Linked DNA regions of Mus musculus: region 2 is linked to region 1. The links are chromatin contacts, called in public promoter capture Hi-C maps. All regions are on one chromosome and are shown on one strand. The core of a region is the stretch at or near the end of the contact, and the rest is flanking DNA. Distances in the headings are between cores, read along the strand shown. Region 1 holds the start of Ptprk (protein tyrosine phosphatase, receptor type, K). Region 2 holds the start of Hint3 (histidine triad nucleotide binding protein 3).

Region 1 (4,726 bases), core at 211-2,710:
GTTTTGCTAAGTCTTCAGAAAAGAAAATAATAGGTTTTTGGTTACCTGTGATCTAATAAAGCTCTTTAGTGTACGAAATAAGGACCCTTGGTAGAGTGTGCTTAAAGTTATAGGTTAATGAGCTAAGGAACATTGACATTGTACCCAGAGGGAGATGACTGAACTATGCTGAACTGAATTGACAAGTGTTGGGCTTGTTACAGGTACTAATGAGCAGTCATCAAGGCTGTAGCGTAACGGACTTTCTATCCTCAGCAAATAAAAAAGAAACCCATTTTCTCCCTTCTTCATCAATATGTATAATATATGTGCATAGATGTGTGTGTGTGTAGTATACAGTCACTTGCATCTATTCCAAACCTAGTCATAACAGCATGTATTAATTACAGAAATATGTGGCTCGGTTAATGATGAGAATGCTGTATTAAATTGAATTTCACTTCATTTTGATTTTAAAAGGCTAAAGACATTTTGAGTGACTGACAGGTGCCAATCAAGGCTATTATTAGCAGTTGCATATATAGCATCAAAATTCAAAAAAAAAGTTAGGCTTATTCAGTTTTGGTCATACTTACATGTGTCATAATTTGCAGACATGAGTAAAAGTAAGCAACTATACAGCGTTGCTACAGAAGCAAGTGAAGGTGGCATTTGGAGAAATCACACCAAGCTGCTAAGGTAGCAAAACTGACTTCCTGCCTGTAACACAGCACACAGCATTGGGTTCCTTCGGAGCAACCATGCTGTGCTCATTGTTGGGATAAACTCCTTTTATTAAATACTTATTTCTTATATAGCTACAAGACAGTAAAAATCAAAACAAAACCAAGTCTTGCTCTACTCCACCAGGCTATGCGAAGGCTGAGCGGCTGGGAGCTTCCCAATGACAAATAAACCAGAAACGAGGCACGCCAGCTGTTCACACTGGAAACTTACCCAACATTTTATTTTGGTCCAAGTTTTATTTATTTCGTGAACAAACGAGAGTAAGTTTTCAATGGGGTAGGGAGCCTTATTCCTTATCCTATCAATAAGGAAGAGTGAAATTTCAGTGCAGGTCGGCGTTTTAAAGGTCACATCTACGCTCCCTTTTCTTCCTACCACCAGCCGCTCTGGTGGGACCGCCACCTTGGGGACAGAACCCCAGGACACCTCTCCTCGGGCGCCTCCTCCGTCGTCCGCCCACAGTTCTGCCTCTCAGAGTTGAATCTCAGGGATCCGGCAGGGAGCTGCGCCAGGTCCCCCTTTCCCGCTCGCCGCCAGAGAGCCGCGCGGCCACCGAGCCCAGGTGGCGAACAAAGGCGGCGCGGGGCGCAGGGCGCGGGGCGCGCGGCCCGGCTGGCGCGCGTCTCCCTAGCAGGAGGCGGCAGTGGCGGCGGCGCGCACCGGAGCCCGCATTCCTCCGAAGCTGCCGGAGCCCGCGGGGCGACGTCACCCCAGGCTCCGCCCCCGTCCCTCCCAGAGCAAACTAACTCTGGACTACCCTGAGCAGCCTCTGCCTAGCATGGAGAGCGGCGGCCGCGGCTGGCGGGCGACGCTGGAGACGCTTTCGCCCGCGAGGTAGTTGGCCGACGTTGCGCAAGGACGAAAGTGCTGGCGGGTGGCCGCGGCGTCTCCGCGAGCCCCCCGACGAGGCCGGGCGGGCTGCTGGCTGGCGGATTTCACCGCGATTCCCCCGGAGGCTCTTTGCAAAGCTGCTTGAAACTTCTCCCAAACTCGCCATGGATGTGGCGGCCGCTGCGTTGCCTGCTTTTGTAGCTCTCTGGCTTCTGTACCCGTGGCCTCTCCTGGGGTCGGCCCTTGGCCAGTTCTCAGCAGGTGAGAGGTTGGGGGTGGTCTGTGTCTGTCCACAGTCTTGGACTCAGGCAGGAAGGACTGACTGATTGCTGGTGCTGGGTTCGGGGATCCAGGGGGCGTCCGCTTAAGGTGGCGGGGGTGGTGGTGGTGCAGGTTGGAGCTAGGTCTGTCCTGGGAGTTTGTGTCAGGCGGGACGCAGGGCCAAGAGCTGTGCGCCCCCGTGCGCAGGTAACTTTTACGTTCTCGACCCATTGTTTCTGAGGCTAGTCCGGCGCGCAGACAGCCCAGGGTGTGCTGGATGGAGTGTGTGGCGACCTTGCTTTTCCTGGGTGTTCTTTTTGCCTGGGAGTCGGGAGCAGTCCACAGCATTAGTTAGGGAAGTGAGGAAGAAAAAGTACTTAGGGCTCCCGGGACCACGATTTTATGGCTCGCTGAGCTGGCTAGTGGCTCTCTGTCGCCAGACTGTTCAAAATTTCCCCGGGAAGTCTTTGTGAGAATTGTGGAGACACATAGGGACCGATCTCGGTGTGTTCTGCCAGGTGCTTTTTGTCCCGGGTATAACCGCCTCTGACTATTGTCCAGCTACTTCCCGGTGCCTCCTGGAGGCTCCTTCCTCCTCTGCTGAGGGTTCAGAGTTGCTCCTGGATAGATTACAGAGCACACAGCGTGGAGCACGTTGTATGTATACATTGGCAGAGTCCGTACGACGTTTGTAAATGTAGCTCTAAGGGTAGATTCAGAGCTGTCCTGGGCAGCGAGTTCTGGGCTCCCATTCCCGGAAGGCTTACCCTATTTATGGGGCGAAGCCACCACAAAGCTCAAATCTGGCTCCACACCACCCTGAGTCCGCCTGGGTGACCTGGGCTGGGAACGTTCGCTGTTCTCCTGGACAACCCAGGAGTGAGACGTGATGCGATATTCCAGGCTATCCCTTTGAGTTCTAAGTAAAACCGCTCAGATAAGTCCCAGGATTCCGGGTCTTTCAGACTGGTGGTCTCTGTTCCCGTCCAGTTTTGATATCCTGCCTGTAGGTCGCTGGCTTCTATGTATCTGCCGGCTCTGAAGTTTCACCAGGTGGACGCTGGGGAGCGGGCTCCCAGGTTTAAGCCTCTGCCTCCCACAAGGCTTTACAACTTTTCTGGTTAACCCACCCAGCCCAGCAAGGTTGGAGGGCGCATCCGCTGCTGCCTTGGTTCCCAGTGTTTGTGGAAACACAGAGTGGCCAGAGGGTGACGGGAAACGCGACAGCCGCGCTCCTGGCTGAACCAGCAGGATGGGAAGACAGAACTTACTTTGTACTTGATAGTTTCATTGTTGAGACTGCTCGATTTCCTGGAAATACACTCACCATGATGTTTTCCGGAGCAAATCGTCCCTTAGCTTTTCTTTCCCCCTCCCCTTTAGGAGTTAGACCTCGGAGTCTGGAGCTTGAGTGTATCCTCCTCGTAGGCAGAGACTATGAAATGGTAGCAGGCAAAGGAAAGACCGTGTGTGGGGTGGTGTGCAGAAGGCACCAGCTCTATGCAATGAATTCCGACGACTTAATTTAATTTTCTGGTTTCCGCGTTACCGAGTGTCTCTGCCATACAATGCTGTTAGTATTGGAACCATGCTTGATGTAACTCATTATATGCAGCAAGTTGGAGGGAGTATTGATTTCTACACGGTGCTTGTCGCTTCACGGAGAGCCTTGCTTGAGGAGGCATGTTATTTGTTAATTGAACTTTACCAGTTACATGATTAAACACATGTATTTAGAACTGGAGACTAGTGATGTCTTAGCAGCTGATGGATAGATTTTCAACATGTGAGAATTTTTTCTCTTTAAAAATGTTATTTATCATTTAATCACTGTGTACCGAGAGTGCCTCATCACACTGTGCAGATTTGTTTCTGGGAGTTTATAATGAATGCAGGCTCCACAGATCTGGCTCTCATCCTTATGTTTGCCCACAAATGAAGGCCTTTTATCTCTTGAGTTTAAAGTCAGATTGCGCACCTATCTGTTTTTCTCCAGAGATTGAAAGTTGGTTTTTGTAGACATCTCTTTTCTTCTGGCTGTCATAAATCATTTGGTATTGTAATGCCATTAAACTCTATGGCATATTTGTTAAAAAAAAAAAAAAGCATTGACTAGGGACAAGAAATTGGAAGTGCTTTGTTTTGTTCCTTGCTTCCCCCCTTCCCACTATTCTATTTTAAATGAGGAACTTTTGGAGGCATTTAAATGAACATGCTTTAAAGAGCTGAAGAGACATATTTTCTAAATTCTAAAGTACTTCATCCTACTATATATGCATTTTATAACATGATCACCAAGGGTGGTTCACCACTTTCCAGGAGTACTCTGTGGCTGTTAATGTAGGAAACATAACTACACATTTGGGAGGATAGTGTAGTTGGGAATGTGTGTATGTCATATATACATTGGATCTCTGTGTGTGTCTCAGTCACACATTTAACACTTTCAGAGTGCAACCTTCTCCTTTCTGTCTGCAGTTCAAGTGTAAAAGTGCTCCACAGTAAACATCTTTAAGGCCACGACTTTATCTATACATTTTACCTTTTACTTGAGTCTCTGAAAATGACACTTTTATCTGTATTCTATCCAGGAAAACTGAAGTGTGGGAAACCAGTCTGCTACTCCAGTCTATTTACTAGGCTGTGTAGCTGTTAATGTTGGTATCACTGTGGAAGCAAGCTTATTGTAGAACCCAAACCCGACAAAACCAGTCTCACTTGGAAACTCAGCTTTCTCATCTATAAAATGGGGATAATAATACCTGTCCTGACCTTTCCACATAGTTTTTATGAAGATCAAGTGAAGTCATTTATGTGCACTGTCAACTGTAGAGCATGGTGCAGCAACCTGGGGTGTAATCATCATAAATTATGGTAGCCCAGTGCCAGAGTTTCAGCTTTTATGGCT
Region 2 (4,841 bases), core at 2,211-4,710, 2.5 Mb after region 1:
CTTAAGCACTGGGAAATTGCATTTATGTTACAATATAGGCCTAATGAGCAATTTTATAACTGTGCCATACTTAAATTCACAATAATAAGCTTTAGTTTCTGTCATGAGCTATATTATATTAAGCTGATTTCAAAGAACAATTATAAGTAAAATTCATTAAAACATTCTTAGCCTGGCAGTGGTGGTACACACCTTTAATCCCAGCACTCAAGAGGCAGAGGCAGGGAGATCTCTGTGAATTCCAGGCCAGCCTGGACTATAGAGAGTTCAAGCACAGCCCACAGGCTACACAAAAAAACCCTGCACAGAGAAAAAAGAAAAAGAAATCTCACTCCTAAATTTTATTATACATTTTCTCATCCATACTTTAAGCTTTTTTCACTCAAAAGTTAAGTCAATAAACACAGTTTTCTTCCTCAGCAAATTTTCCTAGATGCACTCTTCCCATCAATTCTCTGTTCCAGGAAACAAAATTCAGTGTCATGCGAACCTCAAGCCCATACTATTAACCATAATTAGCAAAGATCCCAAGCACAGAGACTCCATTTTGATCCATTCAATGGGATGCTTTAGAAAAGGTCAAGAAACCATCCAGCCTCCAGATGGAGAGATGAATCCCTGATGAAAGTTGACAACTCAAGTTCAGAACCAGCACCACACAGAGTCTGTGGCCTAGCAGTGCTAGAAGGTAGAGGTGGGAGGGTCCTGGAGGGCTTGTTCAGCCACTATGTCTAGCCAAATCTACAAGCTTCAGGTTCAGTCTAAGGCAATAAGGTGAACACCAATAGGAAGAGACAGCCAACACTCATCTCTGGCCTTTACATATGCACATGTTCACATAAACCAACATGATAGATAAACTTTTTAAATTTAAAGGCAAAGAAACTGGATATTTCAGTTAGCTTTTAATTGCATTTTTACTAAGATGTTAAAATACTGAAAATGGTTCTGTGATTTTACTGCCTTCTATTGTACTACTGAACCATTATTAAGAGAAAAAAATCCGCCGGGCGTGGTGGCACACGCCTTTAATCCCAGCACTCGGGAGGCAGAGGCAGGCAGATTTCTGAGGCCAGCCTGGTCTACAAAGTGAGTTCCAGGACAGCCAGGGCTACACTTTCTCTGGTTTTTCCCTGTCTCAAAAAACCAACCCCCCCCCCAAAAAAAAAAAAAGAAAAAAAATCCAATCCCAAAGATAGAGTGCCAAAAATAATGTGTGTATATACATGTATGTATTTTTTAAATCTTTGTGTGTGTTTGTTTCTTTTTTTTTTCTTTTCTTTTTTTTTTTTTTTCCCCTTTGGTAGTGCTGGTGGTCAAACCCAGGGCCTAACATGCTTACATGCCTGGCAAGTTCTGGTAGTTCACTGAGCTACACCTCTGGCCAGTTTTTCTTTTTTCTTTCCTTTTGGGGTTTTCAAAACAAGGTTTCTTTGTGTAGCTCTGACTATCCTGGAGCTTGTTGGCCTCAAACTCAGAAATCTTCCTGTCCCTGTCTCCCAAATGCTGGGATGAAAGGTATGTGTCACCACCACCAGGCTTCTTTACAGTATGACTTCCCAGAGCAAAATACTGAAGAGAAGCCAATTGTCTCTAACTCAGAAACAATGTTGGTAAAACTATAAAATAAAGCACTGAATGCCTATTAAAAGGAATGTAAAGAATTACTACTGCTATGAAATTATTTCTAGGCTAGTCTTTTTTTTTAAAGCACAAAACAGAAAAAGCTACCCTGTGTAATGTTCTACTATGCTGTTCCAGTTGTAATTTTTATAGACTATTCTAGGACCTGCTTCAACAGTTCCTCCAATATTTCCTAACAAATAATTCTCAAAAGTTAATTTTTATATAGCTACAATAATTTCTTCCCAGTAACTGTCCCCTTATATCTAAAACAAGCAAGTCCATTTGAAAGAGCATCTTAAAGCCATGGTATCTAAGGTGTTAACAATTTTAATTAGCAAAAGAGCAATTAAATCAGCTAATATTGCTAAGTATGAATTCAGGCATAGCAACACTTCTGTGGGTTCTCAAACATTGTTTCATTTTTCGATTCTAAGAGCTAGCTAGCTTTCTTTCTTTCTTTCTTTCTGTTTTTGTTTGGTTTGTTTGTTTGTTTGTTTTTGTTTTGTTTTTCAAGGGATTTCTCTGCATAGCCTTAGCTGTCCTTGAATTCACTGCATTGACCAGGTTGGCCTCCAACAGAGAGATCTTTCTGCCTCTGCCTTTCTGAGTGCTGGAATTAAAGGCATGTACCACTACCACTCAGCTATTTCTAAGAGCCCCTTAAAAATAATTCGTATCAATGCCATGAGACTCATACACAAAGAGTAAGACACTGCCCTTGGTACTGGTAAGCCCCCTGCTAAGAATATGTGATATGCCCTTTGCTTAAATGAATTCTAAAAATACAGTAAGAAAACCATACAGAGATCTGTGAGGCAAAGAATCATCTCTGACTTTTGTTGGAAAGATTCCTCAAACAAATTCTTCATGATGCTGGCAACCCTGATTATACCAAAACAAATAATTTCCTCTGCTCTTATTTGTATAATTATATATCAACAACTTATATAAGTGCAATCATTTCCTGTGTTTACAATGAATATATGTGTAATAAGAATTTTAAATGCAAGATGATAAATCTCTCTCAAAAGATTAACTCTTTATGAAGGATGATGAGATGTAAAAATGTTAGACCCAGGGGAAAGGGAGAGTTTTCTGGAATTTCCAGGCATGACATGACTGTTGCTCTCCCGATCTCGCAGCAAGTATGATTAACTACACTTGATCTGCACAGGTTTGAACCCTGTCGAGATCTTGTAACGAAAAGGGGAGTAGTTCATGAGGCTCTCACGGTAGATAAGGAAGATTCTTACAAGCTATTAACTGTAAGTATCAGTTCGACTTCAGACCCAGTCCTGAAACCCCATTCCAGCCCATTTCAGTCAAATTCACACTTCTTCACCACGTCCAAGACCTGTTTTCAGCAAGTTGTACGCTCTCTAACGATACTGGAAGAATACATAATTTTAAAATTACTATCTAGAGAAGAGGAAGACTCCCTAAAATAAAAGTAAAGACACAGGATGCTGCTGTGTTGCAAATGCATGCGAGGGAGGCGAGAATGCTGGGCTCTATCACTGCTATCTCTCCCTACTGAACAGCAAAGGCAACACTGGAGACCTCTGGGTCCCTGACAGAAGTCAGTCACTGTTTAGTTCGTCTGCAGAGACAGAAGCCTGCGAGCAGGGATTGGATGCCTGGTCCCCACCCACCCGGCCTGTCGCCGCCCACCTCACAGTGAAAGAGTTCAGTTTTGGGTTCCTGACCCGCCGCCACGCGGCAGAACACGCAGTTGCTGTCATAGTTCCAGGACTCCGAGGTCCCAGGCGAGGACCCCTCGGGATCCGGCTCTCCGACCAAGCCCGCTTGCTTCTCAGCCATGGCGGCCGAAAGGCGACGTCAGGATCAGCTGAGGTGCGCAAGGCCCGCCTCGGGCGGATGCACCTGGAATCGCCGCCCTAGGGTGGCCCGCCTAGTGACACGGAGTCTGCGCACGCGCAGGGCCAGACTCTGGGTATGGGACACACCAGATAGCTCGGCCTCTAAAAGGGCGACGATCAGAGGGCAAGCCCGGCGCTCCGTGATGACGAAAGCAGCGCAGCCGCAGGAGCCCACTGCTCAAAGGCGTTTTCTGACGGGAAGACCTATCCAGGGGTTGGTAACATTCATCTAAAGTGTAAAGGATATTGCTTTCACGTCCCTATAGTGTATTACACTCCCGTTACAAAAGAAAAAGAGTATAGAAATTCGATTCTTTTAAGGGTATGAGAGGATGAGTCAAACGTATAGAGAGCCTTGTTTGGCAAAGTGAAATTTCCGAGTTTCCTGTGTACTTACTTGTTCAGCCACAGTAATTTTAGGATCTGAAACCAAACCAAACAAACAAACCCGGCCAAATTGGTCTCTACATGTTTGCTTTTGTTTATAGTACAATGTAAATCGAAAGGGTCTCCTATCACACATATGTCATATGGAGAGAAAAGGTAGTAATTGAGAAATTCCCTGCCAGGTCACCTGATTCATTGTAACAATTTTCTCTTGTATTCCCGGCTATTTAGGAAAGAGAGGGAGAGAAACCCTTTGGGAACAATCATGCGCGGAAAAGTATCAGTTCTTAAGTATGATGTGATCTCACCTTTTTACAATACATGGCATTTGCTGAGCACCAAATACTCTGTTTCTCTAATTGTGAAAACTCCCAAGGTTGATTATTTTATTACAGGTCTACAGAAAGAGACAGATTCAGACTTATTTTCTTACCACTTACCCAAATGATAAAATTCAAATAAATGTCTAGTTCTAGAACCCATAATAACACTTAGTGTGACTTTAAACTCAGTAGTGATTTTAAGTGAATTATCTTGTAATCTGAAACAGTAACGTAAGTTAAGTAAGAGTACATGCACATTCACGTTGCATTTAATTCCCTTTGTAGTTAACCATATGGTGTGCAATCATGACAATAGCTTCTCAGATCATCACAAGTTTGAGGCAGGACTCAGAAGCAGAAAATTTGACTTTGACACATTTAAATATTATCATGTTCCATGTCTGTTCTTACACTTTCATATCACGCTGCTTTTTTATGGTGTGTGTATGCATGCACACACACAGTAGCTGTATGTCTTTATCCATGTAGGTACTTGAGTACTTGGGCTGCCTCTTGGGCCATGGTGGGGGGGGGGGTGATCTGTAGATGCCTTTCATAACTGCTTGTTTGATATTGAAAGCTTTTGAGTTGACTTTGGCTTTGGTAAGGACAGGAGTTTCATCCT

What was found. Promoter capture Hi-C pulls out the DNA fragments that hold promoters and counts their contacts.
Region 2: a promoter capture Hi-C map of liver shows a contact between it and region 1, with 2.3 times the contacts expected there. The contact joins the promoter of Hint3 here to the promoter of Ptprk in region 1. A contact is called at or near these places in 2 of 39 promoter capture datasets (liver and stem cell-derived epiblast-like cells).

The regions. Positions count from the first base shown.
Region 1 is chr10:28,073,360-28,078,085 of GRCm38.p6, forward strand. It overlaps Ptprk (protein tyrosine phosphatase, receptor type, K), which reads left to right and starts at 1,461. Exons shown (of 32, transcript NM_008983.2): 1 at 1,461-1,818. The coding sequence starts at 1,722.
Region 2 is chr10:30,614,906-30,619,746 of GRCm38.p6, forward strand. It overlaps Hint3 (histidine triad nucleotide binding protein 3), which reads right to left and starts at 3,461. Exons shown (of 5, transcript NM_025798.3): 1 at 3,298-3,461. The coding sequence starts at 3,447.